4 separate regions of the Sus scrofa genome follow, and regions 2, 3 and 4 are each linked to region 1. A link is a contact called in public HiChIP or PLAC-seq and promoter capture Hi-C data. All regions are on one chromosome and are shown on one strand. Each heading gives the region's core, a stretch centred on a gene start, on an enhancer-like site or on the middle of the called end of the contact. The rest is flanking DNA. Distances are from core to core; before and after follow the strand shown. Region 1 holds the start of CELF1 (CUGBP Elav-like family member 1). Region 2 holds the start of SLC39A13 (zinc transporter ZIP13). Region 3 holds the start of MYBPC3 (myosin-binding protein C, cardiac-type). Region 4 holds the start of NUP160 (nuclear pore complex protein Nup160).

What was found. Promoter capture Hi-C pulls out the DNA fragments that hold promoters and counts their contacts. HiChIP or PLAC-seq counts read pairs in DNA pulled down with a chosen protein or histone mark.
Region 2: a promoter capture Hi-C map of liver shows a contact between it and region 1, with 5 times the contacts expected there. The contact joins the promoter of SLC39A13 here to the promoter of CELF1 in region 1. A contact is called at or near these places in 2 of 5 promoter capture datasets (fetal liver and liver), 4 of 47 Hi-C or Micro-C datasets (embryonic fibroblasts, fetal heart ventricle, heart right ventricle and 1 more) and 2 of 2 datasets of contacts at active chromatin or transcription factors (alveolar macrophages and skeletal muscle).
Region 3: an H3K27ac HiChIP or PLAC-seq map of alveolar macrophages shows a contact between it and region 1. The contact joins the promoter of MYBPC3 here to the promoter of CELF1 in region 1. A contact is called at or near these places in 1 of 5 promoter capture datasets (liver), 4 of 47 Hi-C or Micro-C datasets (alveolar macrophages, embryonic fibroblasts, liver and 1 more) and 1 of 2 datasets of contacts at active chromatin or transcription factors (alveolar macrophages).
Region 4: an H3K27ac HiChIP or PLAC-seq map of alveolar macrophages shows a contact between it and region 1. The contact joins the promoter of NUP160 here to the promoter of CELF1 in region 1. A contact is called at or near these places in 1 of 5 promoter capture datasets (liver) and 1 of 2 datasets of contacts at active chromatin or transcription factors (alveolar macrophages).

The regions. Positions count from the first base shown.
Region 1 is chr2:15,064,844-15,068,036 of Sscrofa11.1, forward strand. CELF1 (CUGBP Elav-like family member 1) reads left to right here and starts at 1,681. Exons shown (of 16, transcript XM_021083082.1): 1 at 1,681-1,848.
Region 2 is chr2:15,201,638-15,204,954 of Sscrofa11.1, forward strand. SLC39A13 (zinc transporter ZIP13) reads right to left here and starts at 1,299. Exons shown (of 10, transcript XM_003122808.6): 1 at 1,180-1,299.
Region 3 is chr2:15,246,418-15,249,610 of Sscrofa11.1, forward strand. It overlaps MYBPC3 (myosin-binding protein C, cardiac-type), which reads left to right and starts at 1,262. Exons shown (of 34, transcript XM_021085219.1): 1 at 1,262-1,368. The coding sequence starts at 1,344.
Region 4 is chr2:14,837,970-14,841,432 of Sscrofa11.1, forward strand. It overlaps NUP160 (nuclear pore complex protein Nup160), which reads left to right and starts at 2,087. Exons shown (of 37, transcript XM_021085052.1): 1 at 2,087-2,092; 2 at 2,523-2,844; 3 at 3,111-3,222. The coding sequence starts at 2,087.

The sequences.
Region 1 (3,193 bases), core at 431-2,930:
AACAAGATCAAATATCAGCATTATAAATGTATATAAAATGGTAAACTGCACAGTGCAATTAGGAAATATGATAGTGTAAAATTTAGGGGCTAATTGTTCTGATCTATATGGTATCATAAACACTGTGATTAGATTTTTTCTTCCCCCAAGGGGGAAAGAAGTGCTTCCAACACATGGGAAAACACTTGAGGCTTCGGCTTGGGAGTCCATCAGTTTTTTGTGGTAAGGTATAATCAGTATTTGTGGGTATGAGAATTATTTGCTCTGGGAAGCCAGATGTTATAGAGAAATCATTTGCAAACCAAACCCATGAGTTACTTGCGTGTTGCTGGGGCCAAAGGGTCCCAGAACTAAGTTTTCTTTCTCTATCTGTATTTTACTATTCCACGATGTGTAGAAACTGTGGAATAAATGACATTGGCCTTTAAAACAAACAAACAAACAAACAATGAGTTCCCATAATGGCTCAGTAGTAAGAACCCCAAGTGGAATCCTTAAGTACTCTGGTTCCATTCCTGGCCTCACTCAGTGAATTAAGGATCTGCGAAGTCCTGAGCTGCGTCGAACTGTAGCATAGGCCAGCAGCCACAGCTCAGATTGTATCCCTAGCATGGGAACTTTCATATGCTGGGGGTGCAGCCCTAAAAAAAGCCAACACCCCAAAAAAACAAAGGAACGATCGAACTATTGTACTGTTTGCAGTCCACCTAGATCTTGGGATTCCTGGGTCACTCTGAAGGTCTTCAGGGACCTTACCTGGGTTATTGAAAAAAAAAAAAATCATGAAATTCCTATCATGGCACAGCAGAAGCAAATCCGACTAAGAACCACGAGGTTGCGGGTTCCATTTCTGGCCTCGCTCAGTGGGTCAAGGATCGGGCGTTGCTGTGAGCTGTGGAGCAGGCCGGCAGCTGTAGCCCCGATTTGACCCCTAGCCTGGGAACCTCTGTATACGGAGTGTGCGGCCCTAAAGAGCAAAAAACAAAAAACAAACAAACAAAAAAAGAAACTTAAAAAGAAAAAAAAATCGTGGAGAAGAAGGTTAGGGCTGGAAAATCAGTCTCTTAACAGCACCTTTATGAGCTTCCCAGCGCTGCAAGGATTTTTGCAAGGTTGTGTGCTCATACAGCCAATCATCCTGCTAACTCTGAAAGCTTGCAATACACTCACATTCCACATCTCAGTAGAGAAGGAAGGCCTGGATACTGCTGCTTGTCCGTTGGGTAGAAAGGAGGGTGTGTCATGTGCCCAGCGCTGGCCAAGCACCATCCCATTCACTCATCCATTCATTCATCAAATATTTTATTACGCGCATATTCAGTTCCAAGCAGAGGTCCTAGCCCACCAGTTCATCCAGAACTCCTGTGGGTGCGGGGCGCAGAGCCGAGAACTTCAGCTTCTTAAGCCAGGGGTCCTCCCACTCTTCCCAAGAGCAGTGCTGGGAGACAAAGAGACGTGCCCCTGCCGCTCCTAGGGCTGAGGGTTCCGCCCCAGGCCCCGGGGGCTCTGGCGCGGCTGCTTCTCCACTCCCCAGCCCCAGGGGGCGCTGCAGTGCCGGGCGCTCTGCCCGCCCCTGCGCGGTGCTCCGCTCGGATCCGCGCTGCGGGCGGCCCCGCGGTGGTACGTTCCCCCTCGCCGCCCTCCCCCTCCTGCTTGGCCCTCCCCGCCGGTGGTAGGTGCCGGAAGTGCCGCCATTTTGGGGTGTTCTGCTCTGGCGGCAGCGGCAGCGGCGGTGGGACGCGGAGGCTCCCCCGGGACTCGGCCTCAGCAGCGAGGCGGCGGCAGCGGCGGCGGCTGCGAAGGCGCAGGCAGCAGCTGAGGCAGCGGCGGGCTAAGGTGCAGCCGCTGGTGAGTGCGGCGGCCGCGGGATAACGGGCCGCGGGTGGGAGGGAGGGAACGAGGGAGGGAAAGGGGCAGGAGGGAGGCGCCGCGGGGCGGGTCCGGTCCGGGCAGCCGCGGGTCACAGGGCCCTCCGAGCGCGGCCGCTCCTAGTTCGCCGCGTCGTGGAGGCAGGTCTGCGGTCTCCTCGCGTGTGTCGGGGTCCTCCGCTGCCCGGGTTCCGCTGCGCTTGCCCAGCGCGTGCCCCCGTGCCTAGGGAGACCCGCCCTCCTCGTGGCCTTGCTTCTTTCCGCGCCCTTTGCCTGCACTCTCGGGGCCCAGAGGACTCAGTTCTCTGTCTAGGGGTAGTCGTTCCTCCTTTTTCCTGCCGCGGTGCCAGACCCAGGCTGCCTGCCCAGGACACCCCTTCCCTGCTCCTGTCGCCCCACGTGTTCTTGGTGCCTACCGTGGGGGGGTCCCCAGGACCCCTGCCTCTAGAGGGCTGAGCTTCCCCCGTGGTGCCTCGAGAGCCCCTGGTTGCTCGCCCCAGATCTGCTAGGGCCCTGGCTCGCCCTCCCCCCCATGTCAGGTGCTCACCCAGTCATGGCCTAGTAGCGGGGCTGGAATCTCGCACCCAGAAGCGCGGTGAGCTTTTTTCGTTAAGTACTTGGTTTGGATTTAAAGCCGCTGGTGTCTTGTGGTTCTCAAGGCAGGATGTTGTTTGAATTCTCTAGGACTGTTGCATGGGCTCTAAGTAGCTTCTCCTTGGTTTAGTCTTGTCCTCGTAGTTAAGGGATAGGTGGTGAGATTTTGGTCGGAGCCCGTTTTAGCAAAATGGAATCTTTTTCTCGCCAGCGAAGTAAATACTGTACTTTTTATTACTCTCGAGTGAAAAGGCTGTATAACAGTTTCAGATAGCACTGAGTGCTTTATAATGTCTGCAGTGTAAGAGGTTACAAATACCAGAGGAATCCTTTACAGAAACTTCACCGTTAATGAAGGTCTTTTCACTCTCTTTGATTCCCTGCAGTTTGGAGAGGCTTTAATTGCTTTCTTTCACCTTTTCCGCAAATGTTGGGTGGGATCTTTTCCACAAGTGTGACATCTTGTAGAGTGGTATGCAAGTTTCATTTTCTCCTTAAATTTTTGGTGAAGAAGAGTCTTCTCTCAGAATCACCAAGGGTTCGTTCTGTTTTAACATTAATAAGTCTACTTGGAAAATCATCCAGTTATCATAGCATAGTTATATATAACTATGGCTACAGGTCCCTCCTCTACCCCTGTGTTTTGATATTCTTCTAGCTTTACTTTGTGTGGTTTCTGATCTTGAGTTAGTCCTGATTGAAACATTGCTGTTAGTAAAGCAAAGCCGGCG
Region 2 (3,317 bases), core at 49-2,548, 140 kb after region 1:
ACTTTCCTTAATGACAGGGTGAGGCGCTGGCTAGGTTCCCCTCAGCCACTGGCAGGCCTGGCCCAGCTGGATGTCTGGCTGCCAGGGGAGGCTTTGGGCCGGGATGTCCTCCAGTGAAGCACCCCCAGGGACAGAGGCCGGCACCACCTAGCTTGGTGGGGCAATAGGAGGAGTGCAGGTGGGGAAACCAACCAGCTGATCTAGATTAGGATCATTAGGGCTTCTTCCTAGGAAATGGGCCAAACAGGAGGTGGGACTGAAGACAGAGGCTCCTTCAGTTAGGAGCTGCCTCACAGATGTATAGAGCACAGGCTTTGAAGACCTGCCCTTGACTTTGTGCTCTGAGCTTATAGCTGCTGGTTGGGGGTAAATCCCTGAAGACTCTCTCTGAGCCTCAGTCTCCTTCTCTGTAGGATGGAGAGAATTTGCCTCCCTCACACAAATGAGATGAGCTTGCTAAACAGGTGAGCATGCCTGGCATGGATCAGGCACAGAAAGCCCTCCTTATGCTGCTGGGACCCAGGAGCAGTGGACACCTGGAGTGCACCCAGCGGATGGATCACAGGACCTGGATGTGAGTCAACCAAGAGGGAAGTACAAATCTGGAAACTCAGGCATGAGGTTTAAATGTGGTCTTCCCTGCCTCATGCTGGCTGTGACCTTGAGCCAGTGATGGCCGTGCCTCAGTTTTCCGCATTTGCTGATGGAGTTGGGAAGGGGGCGGGGGCGGGGGCGGGGGCGGAAAGCAGCTGTTAAAGATGCTCCAGTCTAGGCTCTCCAGGCCTTAAATCCGCAGGGCTCCACTGGGGACCAAAAAGCAGGACTGAGCCAGGCCTGACTTGGAGGCGGCGGCGGGTCACTTAAAGGTTAGAGGACCACAAGTTTGGAACAGAAGAGAGGGTACCGAGGGAGTCAGCAAGCGGAGAGAAAGGAGAAAGCAAGGAGCGGGAGAGTCAGGAGTGGAGAGCTGGAGAGTGGGAGATGGATGCGGAAGGGGAGAGAGAGGGAGAGATGAGGAGCGACGCGTGGGGAGCCGGGAGAAGAGCCCAAGGAAGTTGAATTCCCGGGCTCTGGGCAAGAGGCCCAGGTCTGATCTAGACAAGCCGGGCCGAAGTCAACGGGATGGGCAGGGTTTGTCCCGCCTGGGGCATGGGCCCTGAGGGTCGGGCGGTCACTCACCTTGCGGCGGCAGCGGCGGCGCTACGGGCGGCCCCGGCCATCCAGCTGCGGAGCCCCGCCCCGCCCCGGGTCTGCCCCGCCCGGCCCGGCCACCCGGCCCCCGGCCCGGAGCCGCCCCCCGCGCGCGGCCACGTCACACGGGACCTGTCCGGAACCCGACGCGCCGCGCGCCGCGGGGTAGTGGGGGAGCGGCCGTCGGAGCGCGCTTCCGCCTCGCGGCCATGGGGGACCCGGGCGGCTGGCGCACTTCCGCTCCGGCCGGACCGGGCACAGCGGGGAGGGTCGAGCGGAAGTGGGAGCCCGCTGGACACCGCACTCGGTCGGGCTAGGCAGGGCGTAGGCGGCGGCCTTCTAGGGACCACGAGCGGCCGGGTGGCTGGGCTTGAGGGCCTGGCCGCCGCTTCCTCTCTCGGGTGGCAGTCCCGGCCGCGGCCGCACGGGGGCGCGCTCGGCTTCTAGACTGTGCCGTTCCGAGCCGGGGCCGGGGCCGGTGCTGGGGCTTGGGGCCGGGGTCGGGGTGGGAGGATGGCTGCGGCACTCCTTCTCTGAGTCAGCCTGGTCTGGCTCCTCCATGAGCAAGGGAAAGGGGAAGTGTCTGCCGCAGGGAGGGGCCTAGCCTCGGGAACCTCAGAAGAGGGAATTTTATTCTTACTCATCGAATTATTTTTATGCTTTGGTTTTTCACTGGGAACCTCAGGCCTTTGTCTCCAGGGCTTGTAACCCTTTGGAGTCCAATGCACGGTGGCTTGACACTGCTGCTGGTAACTCCAAACCTGGGGGAGCAAGAGCTCTGTGCTTCCCTCACCTCAGATTAAGGCAGCAAACAATAGCATTATTATTATAACCGCAGTTTATTGCTGAACACCTGCCATTTACTCTGCTTGCATTGTCTTAAAGAACCCTCAGCCTAGCCCATTGAGGTGGGGTAGTTAGCCCAGGGTCACACAATAGCACGGATGACAGAGCCACAATTGAAACCTGAATATTCCTGAACCCAGGGCATGTGACAGCAGCTCTCATTTCTAGAGTCTTAGGAATCTGGCTTGGCATTTCCACTTTGCATCCTTCTCTGGGAATCAGCCAGGACCACCTATACTCAGGAACGGGCCCTTGGGTACTCATTTGGACAGAGATTGTGACAGGGTGGGAGTCTCTAAGCCTCTGACCCTCATCTGCCTCCTAGGGTACTTCCTTCATCCATCCTGTGTCACTTTCCCTTACTGGGGGCTCTGAGGGCACAAGTGTCATATGCTACACCAGTTGCCCTGTTCCACCTCACACTCCAACGCTGCCTTTCTTAGACCCCAATCCTACCAAGAAGGATCAGCTTTCCTCTGAAAGCCCCCTGTCTGCTTCCCCCTCAAGGCCCACAGTTCTGCCGGGACACCCTCCTCTTCCCCCGCCTAAGTTCTGAAGTGGAAACCCTAGGTTGATTACTTTGCAGAGGGAGGAGGAGGAGGACACTCAGGGATGCTGCTCTGGGATCTCTAAGATGCCCCCCATATATGCAAATCACTCCATCATATGCAAAGCACTTCACAATATACAAATGATTTCACAATAACATAGTCAGCATTCCCGCCTCTAGGGGCTGAGGGCTGCTGGCCACCAGCAAGGGGATGGACAAGACAGCGCTAGAAACACCACTTGCTGCCTTCCCACTGCCTTTTTCTCTCACCTGGCCTGGTGAGATTCCCTAATGTATTGGAGGTAGAGGTGGAGATGTTACTCTAGAAGATGACCTTGAGCCAGGAGGACCAAGTAGAAAGACACAGTGGGTGGGCAAGTGTGTGGCTGTTAAAAACAGTGAATTAAATCTGCCAGGGGCTTCCAGGTATTGATGAGTGAGAAAAGGGAGATGCAGAAATGTTTATTTAATATAATCTACTAATTTAAAATATATACAAAAAGGAGAGTTCCCATTGTGCCTCAGCAAAAACAAACCCGACTAATCTCCACGAGGACAAGGGTTCAATCCCTGGCCTTGCTCAGTGAGTTAAGGATCCAGTGTTGCCTTGAGCTGTGGTGCAGGTCGCAGGCACAGCCCTGATCTGGCATTGCTGTGACTTCGGTGTAGGCTGGCTTCTGCAGCTCTGATTCAACCCCTAGCCTGGGAACTTGCATATGTCATGGATGCG
Region 3 (3,193 bases), core at 12-2,511, 180 kb after region 1:
GTAATGTGAGAAGCTTCACGTGTCTGCGAGAGGGTAACCCGTAGCTCGTAGCTCGGTCAGGAGCAGGAATTAAGCCCCAGAGCTCTTGTCAGCTGCAGTGTCCTCATGGGATCCTTGCCAGCAGGACCCTGGTACAAGCGAACCTCTCGAGTGTACCCTTGTGTCTGGTCCCTCTGGCTTAGAGCCTATGGCAGGGGAGAGACAGAAAAAGATGATCAGGGAAACCTGTAAGCTCTTGCTTCCAACAGTAGCAAGAAGAGGCAGCCAACAGTGTGGGACTGAGGAACTTTGCTCAGCAGCCTGCAGACCTCAGAGAACCCAGATTCTGGGGCCATTCCTGTTGGGACAGATTACCCCCCCCAACACACACTCTACCTCCTCGCCCCAAGGGCTTGGGCTGGGGAAGCCCATCCGCAACACCCCCTATGCAGGGCTCCTAGCCCCGAGCGAGGGAAATGGGCTCAGTTCCCTTTTAAAGAAGGCCCAGGAGCATGAGATGCATTTTCTGGTTTTGTTTGTGTTTTTGTTTGTTTGTTTTTGGCTGCACCCCTGGCATGAAGTTCCCGTGCCAGGGATTGAACCCGAGCAAAAGCAGTGACAACGTTGGATCCTTAACTAGGTGAGCCACATGGGAACTCCATGAGATGCCTTTTAAATGTGGTTAAAATGGCAGAAAAGAATGATTTCAGTGTTGAAAAGGCGAGTAGGTTTTGACCACATGGACAACGCTTGTGTATAGAATTCCTTCCCCCTGATGACGGGGGACAAATGAACTTCCCCGGTATTGGGTCTTGCTTGCAGTGGGTCACACGTAATTTCCTTCTTTCTGGGTAGCAACTGACATTCGTGATGTGACCTGGAGGTGGGTGTAGGGGCAGTCACGGGGCAGAAGGTCACAGAGAAATAGTGATTCAGGGCAGCCAGGATGCAGGGCAGCCCAGCCCAGGGTTTGTGCACATAACCGCTACCTGGCAAGGATGCGTTTGACCCATCAGCCTCAGACTTAAGGGCCCTGCACACTCCCACCACATGATTTACCTGTCAGAAGACGTACAGACAGGGCATGGAGTACCCCTGAAGTTCAGGGAGGATTGGGGGACAGAAGCTGTGATAGTGGGCTGATGGGGGAGGGGCCAGGGGCCAGCCAGGCACAATGGGGCCCCACATTCTCCTGGAGAGCCCTTGATCTCTGGAATTTGTCTATATTTAGCAGGTGGCTGGGCAGGGTGCAGATAAGGAGGGCCTGGGGAGGGGGCAGCCCCTTATATAGTAGGGGGACGGGTGCCTGCTCAGATTCTCTTTGGGGAGCCTGTGCCTGCTCGGTTCCTGGTGACCTCTCCGAGATGCCTGAGCCAGGGAAGAAACCAGGTAGCCCCAGGCCTGGGTTGGGGCTGAGTGTGGGGCAGGGAGGGCTGGGGGCATCTGCAATTGGGGGGGGCCTAGGAGCAAGTTCCTGAGGGGGATGAGGCCTCTGAGCCCCAGGACAGGGGGAACTGTCCTCCTGGGCCTTTTTTTTTTTTTTTCTTTTTTTAGGGCTGCATTCACAGCATTATGGAGGTTCCCAGGCCAGGGGTCAAATCGGAGCTGCAGCTGCCAGCCTAAACCATAGCTCATGGCAACGCCAGATCCTTAACCCACTGAGCGAGGCCAAGGATCGAACTCACATCCTTATGGATATTTGTCAGGTTCGTAACCAGCTGAGCCACAACGGGAACTCCATCCTGGGCCTTTTGCGATTCTTAGTTTCTCCTTTCCATCCTTCTGATGAAAGTAAACCAGAGTCAGGAGTACAGAGGGGAAGAGAGTCAGGGCAGAAAGCCCCAAGGGCAGTTGCTCTACTCTCAGGACGCAGGGAGACCCCTTCTCTGCCTCCATCCCATCCCTGCAGCAAAATTAGGCCTGGACTTGCCGTTTGGGAAAAAGTTGCTGCAGGAGGGCCCCCAGGATGACTCTAGACTTGAGCCAGAGTTCCCGTCATGGCGCAGTGGTTAACAAATCCGACTAGGAACCATGAGGTTGAGGGTTCGGTCCCTGCCCTTGCTCAGTGGGTTAACGATCCGGCGTTGCCGTGAGCTGTGGTGTAGGTTGCAGACGCGGCTCGGATCCCGTGTTGCTGTGGCTCTGGCGTAGGCTGGTGGCTACAGCTCCGATTCGACCCCTAGCCTGGGAACCTCCATATGCCGCGGGAGCGGCCCAAAGAAATAGCAAAAAAAAAAAAAAGGCATTCCCATTGTGGCTCAGCAGGTTAAGAAGCCAACTAGTATCCACGAGGATGCAGGTTCAAGGCCTGGCCTCGCTCAGTGGTTAAGGATCCAGTATTGCCGAAAGCTGTGGTATAGGTCACGGATGTGGCTCAGATCTGGCACCGCTGTGGTTGTGATGCAGGCCTGCAACTGCAGCTACAACTCAACCCCTAGCCCGGGAACTTCCATATGCCACAGGTTCAGCCCCAAAAAGAAAAAGAAAGTCTCAAATTAGACTTGAGCCAGTCTCACTCAACACTCTTAGACAAGTCCCTCCCCTCTGGGTCCCAGTTTCCCTATCTATACAACAAGGGGTTGGGTTGCCTCCTTCCAGCTTTGAAAGTCTTTGCTTTCTGACCCTGCACCCTTGTGGCCCCCACACCAGACATGGCCCCCCCACGCAGCCCCTCTGCTCTGGGAGAGGATGGTTAGGAAGCCCCTGAACCCCAGCCAAGGGCAGAGAAAGTCACAGCCCAGAGTTCTTACCAAGGTTGTCCTGGTCAGGGTCAGCTCCCCAGCCCAGCCCCCTCCCAGGCCAGCTTTATCTCAGTTGCTGATTCTCAGCCTGAGGCCCTTAGAGGCCAAATTTAGCCATGTCCCTTGCCAAGGGCCCCTGTTGGTGGGGGAAGGGGGGTTGGGCTTCCACAGGCTGGGAGGGTGATGTATCCAGGGATATACCCAGCAAAATTTGTGTGTGGAGGTTAGACCACAAGCTTGGCTGTGCCGCCTATAGGCTGTGTGATCTTGGGTAGGTCACTTAACTTCTCTGAACCTTGGAGTCCTCATCTGAGAAATGGGCATGATAGCTGCTCCTACTTCATATAGCCGCTGGAGTATTAAATGGGGTGATGTGATTTTCAGCATATTTCATCATTAAAGCACTTATCTCCATGTTTAATAAGAGGGGCTTCAGGGGTGGGGTGCATAGGCAAGCCAGGGGCCCCTGCAGA
Region 4 (3,463 bases), core at 837-3,336, 230 kb before region 1:
ACTTCAGATGCCAATCACAAGTCCAGGTGTTCACCTTTGCTTCTGATTGGCTATAAATCAGAGGTTCCCACAATGCTCTCCTCGGGTTTGGTAAATTTGCTAGAGCAGCTCGCAGAACTCAAGAAACCAGGTTATTTTTTTGGATTACCAATTTATCAGAAAAGGAATTAAAGAATACAATGAATAGCTAGATGAAAAGATACGTAAGGCAAGTTTCCAAATGCAGGAGCTTCTATTCCATGGAGTTTAGGGCCTGGCACATAGATGTATTCTGGTTCATCAACTTGGAAGCTTTCAACCCCATCCTTCTGGCTTTTTGGAGGCTTCATTACAGAGGCAAGACTGATTAAATTATTGGCCACTGTTAACTGAACTTAATCTCCAAAGGTTGGGGTGGTAGGGCTAAAAGTTCCAAACCTCTAATCAAGTGGTTGTTTCCCCTGGCAATCACTGCCCCCGCCCCCAACCTCAGGTTACCTAGAAACTTTCCAAAAATGACTTCATTAACATAACATAGGATAGTCATCCTCTTATCACTAAGGGAATTACAAGAGTTTCAGGTTCTCTGTGACAGGAAGAGGGACAAAGACCAAATATAATGTTCTTATTATAAATTACCATCCCAAGGGATTCAATTGTGAGGGTGGAGCCCTCACGAAAAAGGGATTGGTGCCCTATTAAAAAAAGACCCTACAGGGAGTTTCCATCATGGCTCAGTGGGTTAAGAGTCTGACTAGTACCCATGAGAGTGCAGGTTCAATCCCTGACCTTGCTCAGTGGGTTTAAGGACCCACTTTATCCCATGAGCTGTGGTGCAGGTCGCAGATGCAGCTTGGATGTGGCACTGTTGCGGCTGTGGCGTAGGCCAGCAGCTGCAGCTCCAATTGGACCGCTAACTTGGGAACTTCCATATGCCACAGGTGCAACCATAAAAAAGCAAAAACAAACCAACAACAAAAAAAATCCCCACAATTTAAGGACACGGCACAAGAGATGGCTGTCTATAAATCAGGAAGCTGACTCTCACCTGACGCTGAATCTGCTGGTCTCTTGATTTTGGACTTCCCAGGCTCCAAAACTGTGTGCAGTACGTGTTAGCTGTTTAAGCCACCCAGCATATAGTATTTTGTGAAACAAGAAGAAACAAAATGTAAGTGGTGTTTAGGAACAGTTAGAGTGTATTTGTAAAATGGAGAGGCAGGGAGAACAACAGCAAAATAAGATCAACTGGAGTTGTTTCCATTATCTAAGAATGAAATGTGGAAGACTGTTGAGGAAAAGTATGAATGTAAAGGAAAGACAAGAGAATGTTCCTGATATCTATTGCTGGCTAACAAATTACCCCAAACTTAGTGACTTTTGACTCTCTCACCAGACATCTCTCACTTTAAGTAACTTGAGAGCCCTTCCATGTGGTCTCTCCCCATGATTCCTCCAGGATGGCAACCCCAGGATAGCTGAATTTATTAGATGGCTTCCCTCCTAGTTAGCACTCCAAGAGAGAAACAGACTCTGTTAAGGCTAGTCTGGGAGTTTCTGTCCTGGTGCAGCGGAAGCAAATATGAGCAGGAACCATGTGGTTTCCGGTTAGGTCCCTGGCCTCGCTCAGTGGGTTGAGGATCTGGCGTTCCCATGAGCTGTGGTGTCGCAGAGGCGGCTCGGATCTGGTGTTGCTGTGGCGGTGGCATAGGCTGGCGGCTACAGCTCCGATTGGACCCCTTGCCTGGGAACCTGCATGTGCCGTGGGTACGGCCCTAAAAAGGACAAAAGACCCAAAAAAAAAAAAAAAATTAAAAGGCTAATCTGGCACAGAGTCACTTCTGCTGTGTTCAATGAGTTACAGCAGTTACAGAGCCCTCCCAGATTCCAGAGGAAGGGACAAAGACCCACCTCCTGATGGGAAAAAGTCAAAGAATTTGTGGTCGTCTTTAATCTGTCATGTTGATACATGAGATTTAGACTAACTTTCCCCTTGAAGACTGGCATTTTCCTCCAAATCCAGCATCTACTCTGCCCTAAATGCAGGTAAAGCACAAGACCTTCCAAACAGATCACAAATGGAAGATAAAGGAAATTTCTTTCACGTATGCAAGTGAGTAGCATTTAGGGGCTTCAAGCAGGTAACTGCATCAATGTTTAATTAAACACATTATGCTTCATTATACAAGAACACACGAATACAGTCTCTCGAAAAAACCCAACACAAAAGGCCACTCTGCCCTTCACTCCGCCCCCAACCCACGTCGCTGAAAGGTGAAGAAAAGGAGACCAGGCGGAGATTCACTGAGTAACACGGGGAAGCAAGGAGAGGCGATCAAAAGCTCGAAATCCAGTAGATGGCGCCCATCTGCGTGGCCTCCTAGGACCTCGCCCCTCCCTGGAGGCTCTGCCCAGCCGCTGCCCGCGCCGGAGTTTTTAAAATGGAAACAAACCCGGCTCCGCCCCCTTCCCTGAGGCCGCCGGGAAAATGGCACCGCCCCTTGGGGCTTCCTCGCCGGACACGCAAAGGTTCCTGCAGGTAGATCCTGCAAGCTCCCCCTGCCTCCTCTCATCTGGCTTCCTCCTTGCCCACCCTGTCTCCGGCCAGCTCGGTGGAAGCCTCACAACGGTGGGTCGGACAGGCCCTAGACCTTTCCGGGTTTCTTCACCTGTCCGCATCTGTGCTTGCTCCGCCCCCGGAAGTGACGACAGCCGCCCGGCTGGGCTGGTGTCCCGTCAGGCCTCGCGGCGGCGGCGGCGGGAAGATGGCGGCGGCGGGAGCCATGGAACGGAGCTTCGTAGAGCTCAGCGGAGCTGAGCGCGAAAGGCCAAGGCACTTTCGGGAATTCGCAGTTTGCGACATTGGTACGGAAGCATCCAGTAGGGCTCGATGCAGCTCCTGCCCTCGGGATCTTCCCGTGGATCCCTAAATCTCTGTCCTCCAGTTCATCCTCCTGAGCCCACATGCCTCCAGCCCCGGATTCAGAGCTTCATTAGTGTTCTACTTCTTTCTCTTTTTTTCCCCTTTTTGCATGGATTTTCAGTCTGTCACCCTCTGCTTTCTCAGCGCCCTCAGTCCGTGTCATCCCCTGAGAACCACGTGTGCAAGGGTGACCACTCTTCTTTTGCAGGAACTGCAAATGCAGTGGCCGGAGCTGTGAAATACAGTGAGAGCGCGGGAGGCTTCTACTACGTGGAAAGTGGCAAGTTGTTCTCCGTCACCAGAAACAGGTTCATTCATTGGTAAGTGCTGTGTTTGTCAAATCTCCCGAAAGGGCGTTTTGTTCGGCGGCTGAATTTTCGTGACTGTTCCCAAGGTGTCGTTTATTCTCCGAAGTGGTTATAGACAGGAAAAGAGAAAGACTGTTTCCTATTGATATCTGAGTCAGTGGAAAATTAAGCAGGCACAGAGTTCTGGAAGAGGTGCCCTCCCTGGCAGCACTAAAAAGAAGAAATGTAGCTTCGAGGGTAAAGCCCCAAAGAT